Linked DNA regions of Mus musculus: region 1 is linked to region 2. The links are chromatin contacts, called in public promoter capture Hi-C maps. All regions are on one chromosome and are shown on one strand. Each heading gives the region's core, a stretch centred on a gene start, on an enhancer-like site or on the middle of the called end of the contact. The rest is flanking DNA. Distances are from core to core; before and after follow the strand shown.

Region 1 (3,211 bases), core at 86-2,585, 2.9 Mb after region 2:
CGAAAAGGGTGCATAGAGAGAATAACTTGGCAGAATGGGGGAAGGGCAACCGCAGGCGGGAGGTGGAAGAGCCCCAGTCAAGTACAGGCCCCATCGACCAGGAAGGACTTAAATGGAGCCCGCGGAGCCACACCAACGCGCCAGCAGACCAGGGACTTTGGCAGGCCCGGTCTGTCTACAGCACAAACGCAGGGCCTGTAGGAGCGTGTCGTGGTGACAGCGTAAAGTGGACAGAACGAACGAATCCTAAGACGAAAACTATTTAAAAGCAATGGCCTGCGGCCGACGCGGGAGAAAAGAGAGGTGGACAGCCTACAGCTTTCCCAAAGCAAGAGCGTGTCAATAATCGCACCGTCTCGGGGGCGAGGGCGAAGCGCCCGACCAACCTTGGCAACCCTGGTAAAAAGCTTTTCTGTGCGTTTGCATTTTTAAGCCTAAGAGGTTAGAAATCCGGGAGACGTGGGGGTGGGGTGGGAGGGTAAGCTCCGACAGGCGGGAAAAAATCCTGGCGGCCACATCGGTGGGAGGAGACCCGCGGCGAGGGAGGAAAGAGGGCGGGCCGCGGAGTAGCATGGTGACGGCTAAAGGTGGAAACGTGTGTGATGGGGGAGGGGGCGAGCAGGCAGGGAAGGAGATGCAGGCCCGGGGGGGAGCCCGAGGTACAAGAGGGGCGGCCGAGGGGGCGACTGCACTGGGGCCTGCGGGCGGGCGGGCGGTCGCGGGAGCGAGGCCTAATGGCGGGGAGGGGGAGGGGGCCTGGCGAGCGGCTGCCCGGGGCCGCCCCTTACTCACCCTTCATCCTCCTCGTTCTTACTGGCGTCGATCTTGGCTCCCTCTGCCTCGGCGCTGCCTCCTTCGGTGCCTCCGGCCGCAGAGCCGCCGCCGCCGCTCCCGCTTCCCGCCGCCGCCGCCGGCCCCTGCGCCGCCGCCGCCACCATGGCTCCCTCCTGCTCGCCCGCCGAGCCGCCTACCGCCGCCGTTGCCGCCGCCGCCGCCCCGTCCCCTCCGAACTGCTCCTCCGACATAGTGCTACTGCCGCCGCCGAAGACGACACCCGCCGACGCCGCCGCCGCCGCGAACCGAAACTAGCAGCAAAGTAATCCCCGCCGCCGCCGCGCGATGCCCGCTCTACCTCGCGAGGCACCCTAGACAAGGCGCGCGCGTGGCTGCAAGGGCTCCTGCGCCTCTCCCCGGCCTGCCCCCCTCGCCTCCCACTCTCGCGCAGCGCGCTCTCTCGCTCTCCCCGGCTGCACTGAAAAAAAAAAGAATGAAGTAGCAGCGGCGGCCACTCTCGCCTCCTCCTCGCTTTAATGGCGCCGCCGCGGACCACCTAAAATGGCCGACGGAAGAACGGCGCGTCCCGGTCACGTGGCTCCGGAGCGCGCCCTTTGCGCCTCCCCCGCCCCCGTCCACCGCTAGGCCCCGCCCCCCGCGCAGGCCCCGCCCTCCCCGTCCCTTTCCGACTGGCTCTCACGCCCCGCGGTCGCGCGGCGCGGGCCTTTAAAGAGGACCGGAAGTGGCGTGCGCAAGAGGGGCGCGCGGGTACCATCGAGAACAAGGAGCGCTGGTTCGAGGGCGCGGCTAGAGAGGCCTCCCCCGCCCCCGTCCCTTGGCCCCGCCCTTCCGCGGATTCCTGGAGTCACCGGCCGCTCCTCGGCTTTGGTTGGCAGGCGCGGCCGACCTGGAGGGGTGTGGTTCGTCCATCCCCAGCGGAGACTTCGTGGAGGCTGCCCTCAGGGAGCCACGGCTGTGGGCCCCGGGACCTGCGTGGGGCAGCGGGCCGCGCCTGTGCAGTGCTCCGCCGTCCCTGCGCCGGGTGACATTGAGGCTCCGCCGCGGCGCTGTCCAAAGGCGGCTTTGATGGTCGAGGCTGCCTCTTCTCAGAGTTGCTTCCCTAGTCTTAAGCTTTGCCTCCGTTATTACAAGAGCCTAACGCCGGCCACGATTCTTTGAAGTCACTATGGATTGGGAAGTGTATGTATTAAGGTCGACTCCAGGGCTCCTTTTTTTTTACGAGTTACAGTCCTTGTATTAAACAGGATATATAAATGTCATGAATCATCTTTACGAGGTTTCTGGGTTTGTGGTGTTGAGGTGGCGATTTTATAAAAAGAAAAAAATGAAACGCCGTTAGGCGTGTGATTCACGATTTTAAAATTAATCGCTAAGAAACCTATTGGAATTCCTACTCAGGAGTTAGACTTTGAAGCTTCCTGCAAGACTTAGAAGAAAATGGAATTTCTGGTTTGGTTTGGTTTGGTTTGGTTTGGTTTTTTTTGTCGTCAACCACTCGACTGCTTAGTAAGTATCCAGTTTCCAAACAGGGTTTGGAGAAGTTTACAAAAGACAGCATACAGGGACAGGACTTCAGCCCAGCTAATTAGGTACACGCTGTAATCCCAGAACTGTGATCCCAGAGAAGGGAGGAAGGACTGTTGAGGCCAACCTGGCATTACCCCTTAGCAAAACACATAAAAAAATTTTAAATAAATGCTTCCCATGGTGTACTTTAAGTCAATTTACAGTAACTGTACATAATCTGAAAATCCCAACGATTAAAACAAGATTTATCACTACAGTTTGTTACAGAATCCATAAAATGAAAGAATATGCATCAAATAGTGGAAATGTCTTCAACATTGAGCAAATCACAGACAGGCAACCACCAAGATGATTGGCGAAAAAGAAGTGATTCCACGTTTTTCTTTACCATCCAAAAATACTGACCAAATAAGATGACTCAAGTCAAATATTGCAGGTTGGCAACAACTTGGATGAACCCGAGGTTTTTATTTATCCTATGGATTTAAATGATGAGCCTTTTAGAAAAACTGGTTGTAGTGGTTTAGAGATTGGTCCCAAAGGCTCCTATGTTTGAATGTTTTAGTCACCATGCCATGGAACTGTTTGGGAAGGATTAGGAGGCATGGCTGTGTTGGGAGATGGTATTCATGGAATTTGCTTTGAGGTTTCAAAGGCCATACCAGGCCTTTCTGCCTGCTGCCTGTGGATCAGGATGGAAAGCTCTCAGCCCACAGGTCATTGCCTACCCTGCCTGCTTCCCACCATGCTGACACTGGACTACCCCTCTCAAATTAGAAGCAAGCCCCCAACCAAATGCTTTTCTCTTACACATTGCATTGGTCCTCACAACAGTAGAACAGTAACTAAGACATCATTTTACCGAAAAAAGTTTACTTTAATTCACAGG
Region 2 (3,411 bases), core at 616-3,115:
TGATCCCAGCACCCTTCAGGCCAAAGCAGGGGATTCCAGATTGAAGGCTTGTATAGGCTACAAAGTGAGGCCCTGTCTGAGAGCAAGCAAGACAGACCCCTCAGGCACAAGACTGTGTTCTCCTTTTCCTTCCTTTGGGACATTGTTCCCCATTAGTTTCTAAGACAGTGGAAATGTGACTCTCTGAGTTGACTCTGGTACAGACAGTCCTGTTTAATGATACACTCACCTTCTGGAACATACTGGAAGTCACTGACGTTCTTGAATTGTATTTGAAGGGTTTTCACACTTACTTTGCATTTCAGTTGTATTTTGGTCCAGGTTTAATGAACTTGGGTCTGAAGGTTGGCCTACCTGTAAAGTGATGAGGTATGTCACTTCTTCCTTTAGAGTCAGTTTATGATTCTTGATGGTCAGGACTTCTTTTTCAAGATGTTGGCAATATTATTTGCCGTAATTAAAATCTGCCATATGTTCTATGGAAACGGGCTCAGAGGGTGCCAGTTACTTTGTTTAAGTCACATAATTAATAAGTAGGAATCCAGTTCTGATGTTAAACTCTTCCATAAAGAGTAGCATAAATAGTAGTAAGCAATTAAAAAATGAAATGGAAGACAACCTGCACCACCAGTCAGATAAGAAAATGGCCCATCTTATGGCATCTTGTGTTTGGAAATAGTGCTCACAGCCTGTGTGGTTGTCTTCTTGCATTCGGACTCTGCCACTTGGCCTGCCTTCAGAGCAGTCCTGCAGATTCTCATAAAACCTTTTGCTAATCCACTAATCCGGAGGCCTAACATGATAAATTGTTGGGAAATGACGGCAGGCAGTATGCTTCCAATTCACAGTGTGCTTTAAAGTGCCCCTCCCCTCCTCTGCCTGGATGATAGGACAACAGACGGCATGTAATTACAATCGCAGTTCAAGCCATTTATCCTCTATAAGCTGATACTAAAGAAAAGAGCATTGAAACAAAATTTCCTTGACACAGCAAGCTTCTTACATGATTAAAAGGATGCCAACTGTTTGCCCTTTGAGCGGAAACGAAATGGGAAGAGTTGCAGTGTAGACAGAATGTGGCAAATGTGCTTTGTCCCTGAGGAGGGGACTTTCAGCAACGTGGCTCTTCGGTAGTTTATGAATTTACAGGTATATACTTTGCAGGATTGATTTAAAATAGTGAAGCATTAACTAGGACTTCACTTCTTAAATGAAGTGTTTAAGAGAATACTGTTAACCACTGTATAAATATCCAGCCAAAGAAATGCTGTGTTAGATATCCCCTCCAAATTTGGATTGAGTATTAAAGGTTCCATTTAGCTTGTGCAAGAATATACCTTTGAAGTTTGAACATCTAGAAATTGTCTTTTGTGAAAACTTACAACCCAGAATTGGTCAGTTTATTCTCTCAACATTCTTTTGGTGAATTCCTGTTTTTGCATCTGTTTGGTGAGGTAAGCTTGTTTTCAGAACCCCCCACACTCCTCCCCTTCCCCATTCCCTGCCCAACACACATACAGTTGTGTCTGTCACCCATTGTCAGATGTGGTGACAGAGGAGGCATGGAGCCTTCAGAGTGACAGAGGAGCAGTGTCTCACAGGTTGCTAAGGTGCTTTGAAGTCAAACACTGTCTTACTCACCCATGAAAGACAAAGCAAACGTGATAAAAGATATATAAAGAACCCTTAAGGAACAGCTCAGTTCAAACACTGTTGAAGCAGAAACAACAAGTACCCATATGGTAGTACTTTCCCCTGTTATGGCATGCCGCCATAGGGGGCAAAAGGAAGCAGGCAGGCCAGCTCCTGGTCGTACTTGGCAATGCTTTGGTAAACTGTGCTGAACATTGCCTGGTGACGCTAGTCCAGAGTTTACAGGTCAGAGTTCGAAGGTAGTGTCTGCAGCAGGAGAAGTCACTGAGGCTTTAATATATGTGGCTCCAAACTCTGGTAACTATCAAATTCCTCATGTGTAAAGAGAGATTGAACTAAATGTATGTCTACAAATCCCTTGTTATTGAAAGAGTTCAGGATACAGTTGAAGCTAAGAAACAGGGTTATAATTCCAAAACAGTGAAGAGATGTAAGAGAAGGCCCAAGAACTGAAATTTGAGTGGTACTAGACTAAACCTTTCAAGAAATAGGAAGGCATGATGGCCTGTGGACATGGCAAGTCAGTTCTGAAGATGTGTTTCAAATGGAAGAGAAAGACATCTCTAGCATAGATCATAGCAAACCTTAGAGCAAACCTTACAGATCCCAGTGTATTGGGAAGTCAGTAGTGAGGAGTTGGAGAGAATGTGGAGAACTGGTGCTGCAGTAAATATCTTGACCCTTTGACACCTTCCCTGGGGCATCACAAGTGTGTAGTTAGGGCTCCATGAAGAGTACCTACAAGTGCCATGACTGCTGCCCACAGTCTCTCTGCGTCTTCACTTTAATCCCTAATAAAAGCCGTGAGGCCGATAATGCCATTCATTCTGCAGGTTAAAGAAGCAAGTCACTGAGTAATGAAACCATCTAAACTATAAGTCTTCAAGCAGCTCTCTAATTTAGCTTAAGAGGACTTTATGTTGTATGTATATTTTTAGGTAGACACCAAACAGTTGTTATTCCACTTCTTTAGTCCATGCTGAGATGTTGCTAAGGTTACTGAGTGATTGGCACATTCCATCACTGACAGTGTGGTGCACGAGGTGTGGGAGGTGAACAGTGGCTCTGGTCAGAAGGATAATTGGAGTTTGTGCTTGCTCTCTCCTGTTGCTCAGCGAGGTTCTCCTGGCTCTCGTGGTTTAAATTAGGATTTCAATGCTGGATACTTTATAAACTAAAAAGATATTTAACACTTGAAAACTTAGGGCTTTTACTGATCTCCTCAGATCTGCATTGCTTATCCTAGTCACATATTCTCAGGCTTTTGGTCTGAGTGAACTTGCACTGTTACTGGGATGCAAACAACACTTGACAAAATGATAACGTGCTCTAATTTCTGACGTATGTGTGTGGGTGGGTGGGGCGGTAGGGAAACATTTCTGCACGTGGATTGTGTCCAGAGCCCACTCTGGTCCAGGAGCTTCTGAGGTAAGGTCTTTCAGGGGAAAGTCTCGGTGTTTGAAATTGTTCGGACTCTTCACAATGTTGAATTTCTGAAAATGTTCTCTCTTAAAATTGGGAATGACGGTTTTACTTGGAATCTGAGCTAATTTAAAATTTTATTCATGTTTTTCTTACTTAAATGTGGAACATATTAATATATTACTATTTTCCCTGGAAGTCTATTTAATATGTTTCAATTAAGATTTATTTATTTTCTTATTTGGGAGACAAGTATTTTAACTAATAGCTCTCAAATGATTATTTTACTGCTATTTATTAATAAATAATAGCTTGGCCATAAAGATTTGGCCCTGC

Evidence for each region. Promoter capture Hi-C pulls out the DNA fragments that hold promoters and counts their contacts.
Region 1: a promoter capture Hi-C map of liver shows a contact between it and region 2, with 5 times the contacts expected there. The contact joins the promoter of 4930524J08Rik here to the enhancer-like site in region 2. A contact is called at or near these places in 4 of 39 promoter capture datasets (the 3T3-L1 cell line, hippocampal neurons and liver) and 1 of 115 datasets of contacts at active chromatin or transcription factors (astrocytes).

What each region holds. Positions count from the first base shown.
Region 1 is chr5:99,977,600-99,980,810 of GRCm38.p6, forward strand. It overlaps 4930524J08Rik, which reads left to right and starts at 1,336. Exons shown (of 2, transcript XM_030254981.1): 1 at 1,336-1,353; 2 at 1,438-2,067. The coding sequence starts at 1,336. The coding sequence ends at 1,953. It overlaps Hnrnpd (heterogeneous nuclear ribonucleoprotein D), which reads right to left and starts at 1,339. Exons shown (of 9, transcript NM_001077265.2): 1 at 793-1,339. The coding sequence starts at 1,025.
Region 2 is chr5:97,077,021-97,080,431 of GRCm38.p6, forward strand. The region is part of intron 15 of Bmp2k (BMP2 inducible kinase); the gene reads left to right. Among named protein-coding and RNA genes, the nearest start is that of Paqr3, 33 kb to the right of the region's middle. Within about 2 kb of position 1,866, at least 15 of the 459 cell types and tissues checked have an H3K27ac peak or open chromatin away from gene starts, as enhancers often do. A contact at or near this core is called in liver, where this site is marked.